Regions from separate parts of the Mus musculus genome. Here region 2 is linked to region 1. A link is a contact called in public promoter capture Hi-C data. All regions are on one chromosome and are shown on one strand. The core of a region is the stretch at or near the end of the contact, and the rest is flanking DNA. Distances in the headings are between cores, read along the strand shown.

What was found. Promoter capture Hi-C pulls out the DNA fragments that hold promoters and counts their contacts.
Region 2: a contact with region 1 is called in a promoter capture Hi-C map of hippocampal neurons, with 8 times the contacts expected there. The contact joins the promoter of Vxn here to the promoter of St18 in region 1. A contact is called at or near these places in 2 of 39 promoter capture datasets (frontonasal cranial neural crest and hippocampal neurons).

The regions. Positions count from the first base shown.
Region 1 is chr1:6,726,803-6,732,165 of GRCm38.p6, reverse strand. St18 (suppression of tumorigenicity 18) reads right to left here and starts at 2,115. Exons shown (of 22, transcript NM_173868.2): 1 at 1,926-2,115.
Region 2 is chr1:9,598,270-9,603,632 of GRCm38.p6, reverse strand. It overlaps Vxn (vexin), which reads right to left and starts at 2,366. Exons shown (of 6, transcript NM_178399.4): 1 at 1,983-2,366. The coding sequence starts at 2,049. All of the region lies in intron 3 of 2610203C22Rik (RIKEN cDNA 2610203C22 gene), which reads left to right.

The DNA.
Region 1 (5,363 bases), core at 866-3,365:
ATGAGATTGCTACATTATCTGAAAAGAAATGCTATATCCACTAGGTTGGTTTCTCTAGTAGCAATATAATTTTAACTTTCAGAAATGGGAACAAACCAATTACATGGATTCAGAGAAATGCATTTCTATAATGATTAACTTTTCAGAAGCCTAATACCTTGGACAGCTCCAAGTACCCCTTGCCTTTCCTTGTCACCTGTAGTTAATCCACAGACAAGGAAACACAAAACTTTAAATCTTTGTGGTTGGTATAATAGCAGAAGAATGGCAGTCACTATAAAGACTCTCATTCAAGGCTAACTGAATTAGACTCTTGAGAAAGGTTCCAATGTACTTTACAGGTTTCAGATACAAACCCCATGTGCTCCAGGACACAGTGTATCCAAGTTTAAAATATTAAAGCCTCTGATGCTCTTGCTGTAACACAAATATGACTAAGAGAAGAGTGAACTGCTCTTGTGGGCAATGGTGATTTCCGCTAATTTGGCATAAGAAATCTATATTAATCTAATATTGTAGTAAGCCAAGAAGGCCACATAATAATCGCCACGGAGTAATTGAATATTTAGAATGAGAAAAAAGGGATCATGGATAATCTGAGGTTACAGCTAAAACTAGGATATTGTGCTGGTGATACTAGCAAATAAAAATTTTAAAGTTAGGGAAATTTCAACCCTAATTTCAATCCTATTTTCTATTCTGGATTTATATACTAAAAAATACTTCCTCATTATAAGGACATAATTATACCCAATATTTCTCCATCAAGATTTCTTTTTAATTTGTTGGGTTGTATACTGCCAATTAATCCATAAGGTAATATCACACCACCATTTTTGACGTTATTCCTAAAAATAAAACAAGACTAGAGCCATTACATGATACACTCTGCCTATTAGCTGCTGTGTTCTCTGAAACTGAAAGAAAAGATCAGAACACCCTTTCAGGAAACTTTGATTATTCCAATGTACATCAAAGGAAGCCTTCTTAACAGGTGTTTGGTTGACAACATAATATGAGCTAAGGTATTGCTCATCAAAGTATATAAAAGTTTTCCCTTAACAATATTTCACGGAAATCGTCCTTCTATGAAATTTTGTTCAAGGTTAGTGTTAAGTTTCTTGTTTTTCAGCTTTTAAAACATGACTTTGTAACTTCTGCGCAGTCTTCTGACATGCCCATCTATCAGAGATGAAGTGTTTCATCTTTTAAGGAGACTAGTTTTATTCAATCCTCTAAATATGCAAATGCAATAATTTATATGTCCAATTTATGAATTTAAACATCTTGACTGATCACAAACTTTTTCTCTTATGTGTAGCTAATACCAGTTTCTGATTTTTTTAGGAAGAATCCACAACCCCCCCTTTTAGATAATGGCTATCAATGCAAAATTACATTAACAACTCTTAGCACTGCCAAGGTTCAATTCTAAATAAAGACTTGTAGCACATGAGATCTCACTGATAATTTGTGTGACCTCAAATTTAGTTTTACTTTACTTTTTTTCCAGACAAAAAGTGTATTGTATCATATTAAGTATTTCCTATGGCCAATTCACACATTTCAGAAATATATATGAACAAAGGCAGTAGCTGACACAGCTTAAGCACAATTACACCATTTTATTCTGAACTCCTCAATATCGCTTTTTGGGAGGAGAGTGAGAAAGTGGGGGTGGGTGGTGGTGAGTGAGTTTCAAATCATGCCAGATGAACATCACAACAGAAAGCAAAGCAAAGCACAGTAAAACGACCATGAGCCCCTCAGCCTTTAGAAGCGACCCCCCACTCACCTACTCACCCACCCACCCACCCAATCAGAAACAAAAGTCACTATTAACAACTAAGACCTGAAACTTGCTCACTGTCTGAACTCATCGACATCAGGGTAAACAGAATGTGGTAAAAAAGTTTGAAACTTACTTTTTTGTGTTTGTTTCCAAAACTATTTCTCTTCTCTCTGGTGTGCTGACAGGAGACACTAAAGCTGTTGCCTTGAAAGGTAGTCTCCATGATATGACATCCAGTGCCTTTGACTGCTCGGAGATAAGCACCTGCGTGTAGCCCTCCTTACGTCACACCTCCCTATTCAGACCTTCTCAATATGATCCACATTTGCACATCAACAGCCTCATGCGCACACACAGATTTTTTTTCGGCTCTGGGCCCAAAACTTTCACTTTAATTTTCATCACATGATTGCTGTGGCATATGTCCTTCCAAACCGCCCATATATCAGTCATCATGCAAATGAGATGGAATATCACTCCTCTGCAGCAGATGGCCAGGGATGATAACAATGGCTCAACAGAGGAGATTCAATGTCCCTGACTTTATCGCCACGGCAACAACAACCTAAAATATATGTAATGGAAGTGGTGCTTATTAATTTTGCAGGCTCGAGTGTTCTGATTTTGTGAGTGAATGGGCTGAGTTAAAAAGGGGGCTGTGTCCTCCTGCCTCTAGAAGACTATCTATAAAAGCCAGGGACCTGGAAATTATTTTCAGTGACTAAGAAGGCAACAGCCTAGCAATTATTTGAGTAATTAGGTGTAATTCCTCCCTGTAGGCCTTGTACCCTCCTGCGCTTGCTTCACAGAAGCTCACGAATTAGACAGCACCGATACTGAAAAGAAAAGTGCCTCAAGATACAGCAGGAGAGCTTGCAGGAGCGCTGTCACTTGGCCTCCACCGGGCTTGGTAAACACAAGCCCCAAGCTATAAGTAAATAGAGGCCCCACTTCACAAACACAGACCAATTAAAATGACAAAGGCAGCCACACTTTGGGGTGGAGCTTAGCTTCCTTGTGAGTGGCACACAGAATAGTCTCTGGGTTCAGGCACAGAGCCTGTTTCCATGACTGGCTGTCAGGATTGGACAGGAACATACACATCTCTCACGCAGCAGGTTGTGCCTTTCTCATTAGGGCTCTCTTTTCTCCCACAAGGGTACTTTTATTACAGACTACAAGGGAATATTCCATAGATTTTTCCATTCCTAACTGCACTAAAAAATGTAAATCTCAGAAAAAAATTAATCAATTTTTCAAAATTTGCAACAAGCCCACGTGCAATTTAAGGCAACAACTAACAGACTGCCAGGCCCACTGGGGGCAGTTCTAGAACACACAGGGTTAAAGGAGATAGATGAGCTCTGAATATTATTCTGGAAACTTAAAAAAAAAAACGTTACTTACAACATTTCATATTGACTAGTAAACCACCTTCCTTCTTATAGGGCTGAAGCATATATCAAAACTTTCGAAGCTATAGTTTACTTTTCTCATTGCTTTTTTAAAAAGGCACTATAGAAGTACCTAGGACAGGAAAACTAGATTCTCCTGCTAATTTAAAAACAGACATTAATAAAGAACCTGGACTGCCCTGGAGGAGGGTAGCTGAAAGAAGTAAAAAAAGAACTCAAACTTTACATCTTCTAACTTGGCTAACCTCAGACACAGTCCTGGGTCCCCTTCCCTGGGAGTCCACTCTTCCCTGAGCACATCTGCTGCCCACAGTTGTAATGTTAAAATTCACAATTCTGTTTTAGAAAAAGAAAGAAAGAAAAAAAATGCTGGTCACAAAAACTAGTCACATATCACATAGAGATATGTCTACATCACCTAGAGAAATACTTGACAATCTAACTTTTAAAGTAATTACATTTCCAATTTTGGTATAGGCAGGTGCTCTGAGATTCATCTTTTTTCTAAAATGTTGTTTAGTATCAATTCATTGGTATTCTGCAATACATTTGGTACTTGACACAGTTGCCTAGTGCACAATCTCATTGCACTAGCTATTTGAAGTCAGCAGTCCACGGTGAGGGCATGTTAGGAGAAGTACCTTTCCAATGCAAAGCTCCCTATGCTGGGAATGTACAGCAAACATCAGCTTTACTTTAAGGAATTCTTATTGAGCGCCCCCAGAAACGTCATGAGCAGCACATGACACAGGGTAGTACCTTAAGGATACCACAACAAGGAGAATTTCTAGTGAAATTCCAGTGACCTGACAAAATTAAGTAACATTAATCGACATTACATGACTGAAACAAAGTCATATCCTACCAGGAATTAAAAAAAAAAAACTTTATTGATTAAAGTATGCAGTATATCTTCCCTGTTTATTCATCTACAGAAGACAGTTTAATCATTACAATTCATCCATAATAATTACAATGCAAGATATTTTCATCACCCTCAAGAGAATTGCCATACATAACAGCTGTCACTCATTCTTTACCCCGCCCCCCCCCCCGATTTTCTCCCTCAGGATCACACAAACCCTCATCTACTAAATTTTTGAAATACTAAGATCATAAAATCACTTTTGTTCTTTACTACTGAGCAATATCACTTGTGGTGGTTATCTTTAAGCTCTATGCCCTTGTTTCACGTATTAGTTGTTTATTAATTTTAATGTAGATTGATATTTTATTATTTGAATATACCACATTTAATTTTTCTACTTTACCACGATAAACATTTATTCTCATTTCTCTTGAATGTGTCCCTAGGAGTAGAACCATGAGATCATTTAGTAATTTGAATAGCTATCTGAGAAACTAAGGAATTGTTTCAGAGTGCGTTAATTCATGATTCATAGTTGCCAACAATGTATGACAGTTACACATCCCAACACCTTGCTGTTAGCTGGTCTGTCTACGGGGCAGCTCTTAATTGATGCCAAGTGCTGTCTTGTATGATCTTGATTGGCATTCAATAACAACTCATGACTCTGAGCATCTTTCCATGCTCTTACGAGTCTTCCATACATTGGGTTTTTGAGATTGTCTAGTCAGATATTTTTCTGATTTTAAAACTATGATGTTTCCTTTTTATTATTGGATTATACAAATTCTTTACATATGTGGTTTTGATACAAGTTTCTTATTGAGTATAGAATTTACCAAACTTTTCTCTCACTGTATAGGTTTCTTTTCACATCCTTGATATTTTCTTTTGAAAACAAACATTTCAAGTTTGGGTGACATTCAATTTGTTGATGTTTCTTTGTTCACTTGCTTTTTAATGTAACATATAAAAACCATTGTCAAATTCAGGTTGATAACAATTACTTCTTTGTTTCCTCTTTAAAAGTTCTACATTTTTTGCTGTTTCATTTTGATCTGTTATTCATTTTGAGTCATTATTTTGTACATGTCATGAGATAGGGGATCTAATAGCCTCTATATATGTGAATCTACTTATGCCAATATCATGTGTTGGAAACAGATTTTTTTTCCTTATGAAATTGTTTTGTTAACTTTACTAAAATCCAATTGATCATGCACATTACGATTTATATCTGGTCTCTCAATTATACCTCATAAATCTGTGCCAATTTTCAACCCCGTAC
Region 2 (5,363 bases), core at 1,117-3,616, 2.9 Mb before region 1:
GCTCAAAGGTTCTTGAGAGCCTCCAGGGTGAAGCAAGGCATGGAAAGAGATGTGCTTCACCCACTGAGGCCTCTACAAAAGCTGCAAATAATTCTTCCTAGAAAGTAACTCCCCGGCAGTGAAAACTTAGTTTAAGGTACAATGATGGATGAATATAGGATCAAATATTTATCTTTAATTAAACATATTCATGGCCACACACACATGCAGGCTGAAAACTCAAATCACTTTGTATGTGACATGTTTAATGGTGTGTGATTGTACCAACTCCATTACAACTGTTCTATGTATCAGTCTATGTATTCCCCATGAGAATCCTGGAAGCTAAACCCTGTTTTTCTCTTTTACAGAAGTGGGAACTCTTGCCCGGAGAGATTATTTAGCTGGGCCAAGGTCACACAGTACAGAAAAGACAGAACCAGGTTGTCAAGGTCTTTTCCTCCCTTGCTTTTTACAAGAAAGAGACATACCTTTTCTTTTCTCTTGAGAACAGTGTGCTGCTCTATGCCCCAGTTGGCCTTGGACCTGACAATTCTCAGCTTTCTTGGGTTATAGATATGAGCCACTCTTCTCAGTGGAAGCAGTCATAATCTTCACTTTCCAAAAATTAACAGTGAGATTAGACCCCTTCTCACCTTCTCCTATCTTCCTTCCACCCTTCTCCAGGGCCACTGACCTCACTGATTTTATAACACATGGGTCCTTCTAGTCTTGTTTGCATGTGTTGCTCCAAAAATGTACCCATAAATACTATGCACAATTATCTTAGAGTTCCAAGTATGCTACTAAGCATAGATTGGTTTTCAGCTTGCTTTTTCTTTCCCCTTCAACACTGATCTATAGGTCTTATGTGGTAGATCAGCGGTATAGCTCTTGCTTACCTTGCATGGACAACTGGTTCACCACTAGCAATGCAACCCCACCCTACCCCCCCAAAAAACCCACAGAAACAAAAGGCAGAGATAAAGTAAATGGAAAGGCCACCTCTATACACACAGATCTAATTCATTCCTCTTCAGAAGGGTTGACTTTCAGAATCTCCAGAGCGAATTTCAACTCCTACACATGGGCACACTCCCAACTTCCCCTTTCCTCCCTTTCCCTCAGTAGTAGATGTTGAGAGCTCAATTTATGTTTAGCTGTTTGCCTGTGCCCAGGCTGAGTCTCCACCCCTGGTAACCCCCCTCAGTATTGGACAGAGGAAGAAAAGAATAGTTTGAATGTGTGCTCCCAGCACTAGCAAACATTCAAACCATTTTAGCCAAATATCACAGTCAAGCCAGGCGTAAGCCTGTGCCACAGCAGGACAAGGGGCTACAGGGTCAGAACAATGGCAAGGTAAAGCTGACTGGATCATCGGCCCTTCCTCAAATTTGGACTCACAAGCCCTTCCCAGGGATCCGCACCAATGGCCAGGACCCAGAGGTTATAACGTCAAGATTCCCTTTTGGTAGTTCCCTTTGTGGTCCTATGGATAAGTCAGCCTGGGGTCAGCTTCATTGCCTTTCTGGGTGTTTGATTGCCTTTCTGGAGTCTTTTCCCTCCCAAGTCAGATGGAGTTGGCTTTGGAACGGCTGATTCTCTCTTCAGAACCTGCCCTTTTTTTTTCCTTTACCGGAGACAATAAGAAAGCTTATTAGGCTGCCCTGGAAATTTTGTTTCCATCGTTGTCTCTTTAACAATCACTTATTGTCCCAGCCTTTGAGCCTGCTGGGTTGTCCGTTTCGAATTAAGTGAAGCAGGAAGGCTATGCTGTCCTCGTCCCCGCCTGAATAGATTGTTTCCCTATGATTGATGTTTATCCTTGTGCCCCTCTTCAGAAAAGGGGGACATCAAATGACATCGACACGAAGAAGCCAGCAGACCTCGGGACCCGAGGGTACCAAGTACTAGTGTACCTTAGTCCGACAGCACCGGGTCACCTCCCGCATAAGATGCCACAATAGGGGACGCCAAGAGCGGTTGTTAGGATTATTACTCACCCTTGGAAGGAATCACCGTGGTGAAAACTTCAATATTCTCATCACTGCAGCTGTAGATCTGATGCATGGTCTCAGCCCCCTGCCCTGCAGGGTGTCCGGGAGCCCGTGGCCTCTCTCTGGAGCCCTAGTCCCAGGGTCTCCTAAGCCAGTCTGGCTCTGTGATCATTGTGCAGGTCCACAAAAGGCAGGCTGCCTGTGCCTCTCATGACAGTCTCACCGCAGCAACATTTCCTAATCCCATCTGTCTTTTTTTTTTTCTTTCTTTCTTTCTTTCTTAAATGACTCCTATTATTGCAAACCTTTGATTGAACACGGAGCCTTCCGTCTCTCCCTCTCAGCTAGGATGTACTTAACAATTTTATTTTCCAGTGTCTGCCGCAGTGAATTTGGAAGTCTTTTGTGAAGTGACGAAGTGAATTCGCCTACTCAGTTAGCGCACAGCTTGGCTGGAGGATTTCACAGAAGAGGAATAGACGAAACGTCAGTTTTGCTATCAGTGTGCCCGGGTCTCATTCCAGAAAGGAAGGGCTTTTTCTCCTCCTCCAGGGGAACAGGATCTTCATTTGTCATATGTTAACTCCGCTCCCTTCAAAGTTTCTATTTTAAATAAAAGGACTGTTTTTTCACCACATATTTTTCTCAATCCACTTTGACAACAAGGCTTACATTTCAGGAGGTGAGAGTTTAGTGTTTCTTTGTACAACCCTACAGGTATGCATAGTCACGCAACAGGCAGTGCACACACCAAGGGACCCGTTTATAGGATAGTTATATTTTATTATCTTCTATATTGGAATGTATTTATTGCCTTATCTTTTTATGTTATATAGTCTATGGGTATGCTATATTTTCCTCATATAATCTTTCCTAATATATACACAAATAAATGTCATGGTAGCTATACATTTCATAAACATATATAAGCATATGCATTTTATCCAATCCCACTACTTTTTATTATGCTACACAGTTTCACACCATAAGACTGATGGAGTGTAATGAAATTAACAGTGACAGCTGCCCTATTAAATATTAGTTACAAGTCATGGAGCTAGCTATATGATATCATTGAGTATCTATAACTAACCAATGGCTCTAGCTAATTATTATTTTACCGTGGTATTCTCAAGAAACTGAAGTATGAAGACTTTAGCTTCTTTAATGATTAAAATAGCTAATTTGCACCAAAATTGGATTTAATCTCTAGATTGACTGAAAAGTTAATAAACTAGCTCCTCAAACTCTCTCTCTCTCTCTCTGTGTGTGTGTGTGTGTGTGTGTGTGTGTGTGTGTGTGTATGATGCTATAGCCCAGGCTGGCCCCAAACTCATAGCCTTCCCAAAGTAGGGATTACGAGTATTTACAACCATGTTCTATTAATTTCTAAAATTTTATTTAATGTGTATGTTTTGCCAGCATAGGACAACAGATCCCCTGAACTGGAGTTACAGGTGATTGTGACCTGCTATGTGGGTGCTGGGAATCAATTCATGGTCTTCTAGAAGAGCAGTTGGTGTTCTTAACCACTGAAACATCTCTCCAGTCTCTTTGTGTTCAATTCTTTAGTCTTGACTTGCCATTCTTTAACCTTGGGTGAACCTAGTTCATCATATTTTAGACATGGAGTTGTGTCTACTGATATTTCTGTACTGGACAAATGTTTGCTCCCTAGGTAGTTTTCAGCACTTCATCTCTTTCTCTGTGAATTACACCTATTATAGGGGGTGCCTCTGGCTAGCCATGTTTGCTCTATCTGAGGTGAATGGCTAATCCTATGTGCTGCCTTCTGCATACTGAAATGGGGCTTTGGTTTCAATTTCAGAGATATGATCTGGTCTTATAAATCCCAATCCAACAGTACAGGTTGGGGCAAGAGGATCACAGCCTAGATAATATAGAGAGTTAAGGCCAGAATAAGCTACATAAACAGACGTTATCTCAAAGACTAGCAAAACATAAGAAGAACTAGGATATGGCCAGCGAGACGATGCAGAGGGGAAATTGCTTGTTGTGTAGGTCTGAGGACATTATTCATTCCCCAGATCCCACAGTGGAAGAAGATAATTGACTCCCTAAGTTGTCCTCTGACCTCTATATGTATGCATGCATCCACACACTTTGATACACACAAAAAGAAAATGGTAGTAACAATGGACTGGACAGGCTCTTGGGAATATAAATCCCAAGTAAAGAGTTTTAGTTGAGGAGGGTACCTCCTTGGCCTCTATTCCCCTACACTGGGGGCATCTATCAAGCTTTCAAGACCTCTTTTCCCATTGATGTCCTCTACTACATATGCAGCTGGAGCCATGTGTACTCCTTGGTTGGTGGCTTAGTCCCTGGGAGCTCTGGGGAGGGGGGTCCTGGTTGGTTGATATTGTTGTTCTTCCTATGGGGTTGCAAACACCTTCAGCTCCTTCAGTCCTTTCTCTAACTCCCCCATTGGGGACCCCACACTCTGTCCAATGGTTGGCTGCGAGCATCTGCCTCTGTTATTTGTAATTCTTTGGCAGGGCCTCTCAGAAACAGTCATATCAGGCTCTTATCAGCAAGCATTTCTTAGCATTCACAATAATGTCAGGATTTGGTGACTGTATATGGGATGAATCTCCAGGTGGGACAGTCTCTGGATGGCCTTTCCTCAGTCCCTGCTCTGCACTTTGTCTCCATATTTGCTCCAGTGAGTATTTTGTTCCCCTTTCTAAGAAGGACCGAAGCACCCACACTTTGGTCTACCTTCTTTTTGAGCTTCATGTGGTCTGTGAATTGAGTCCTGGGTATTCTGAACTTTTGGGCTAATATCCACTTATCAATGAATGCATACCTTGTGTGTTCTTTCGTGATGGGTTACCTCACTCAGGATGATATTTTCTAATTCCATCATTTGCCTAAGAATTTCATGAATTCCTTGTTTTTAGTAGCTGAGTATTACTCCACTGTGTAAATGTACCACATTTTCTTTTCTTTTTCTTTTAATATTAAAGTTTATTAATAATAATTTCTTTTCATACAATATATTCTAACCAGTTTCTCTACCCCAACTCCACCATATACTCCCCTCATGCCACTGACGCAAATCCAGACCCTTTCATTCTCTCTCCCATTAAAAAACAAACAAGCAACTAAAGCAAAACAATAATCAAAACAAACAAGCCAGACTAGGACGAAATCATCATTAAAAATAGAAGCAAAAGAAATGCATATGGATACAGAGACATACACACTCATGTACACAAAAATCCCACAAAAACATACGATTGGAAACCATGGTGTATAAGCAAAGGATTTGTAACTGGCCACTTAGACTCTAGAAGCATGCTTCTCCAGTGTGAGGATCGGGTGTGGCGGCAGTCCCAAAGGCGCCAGGGACTGCAGCTAAGT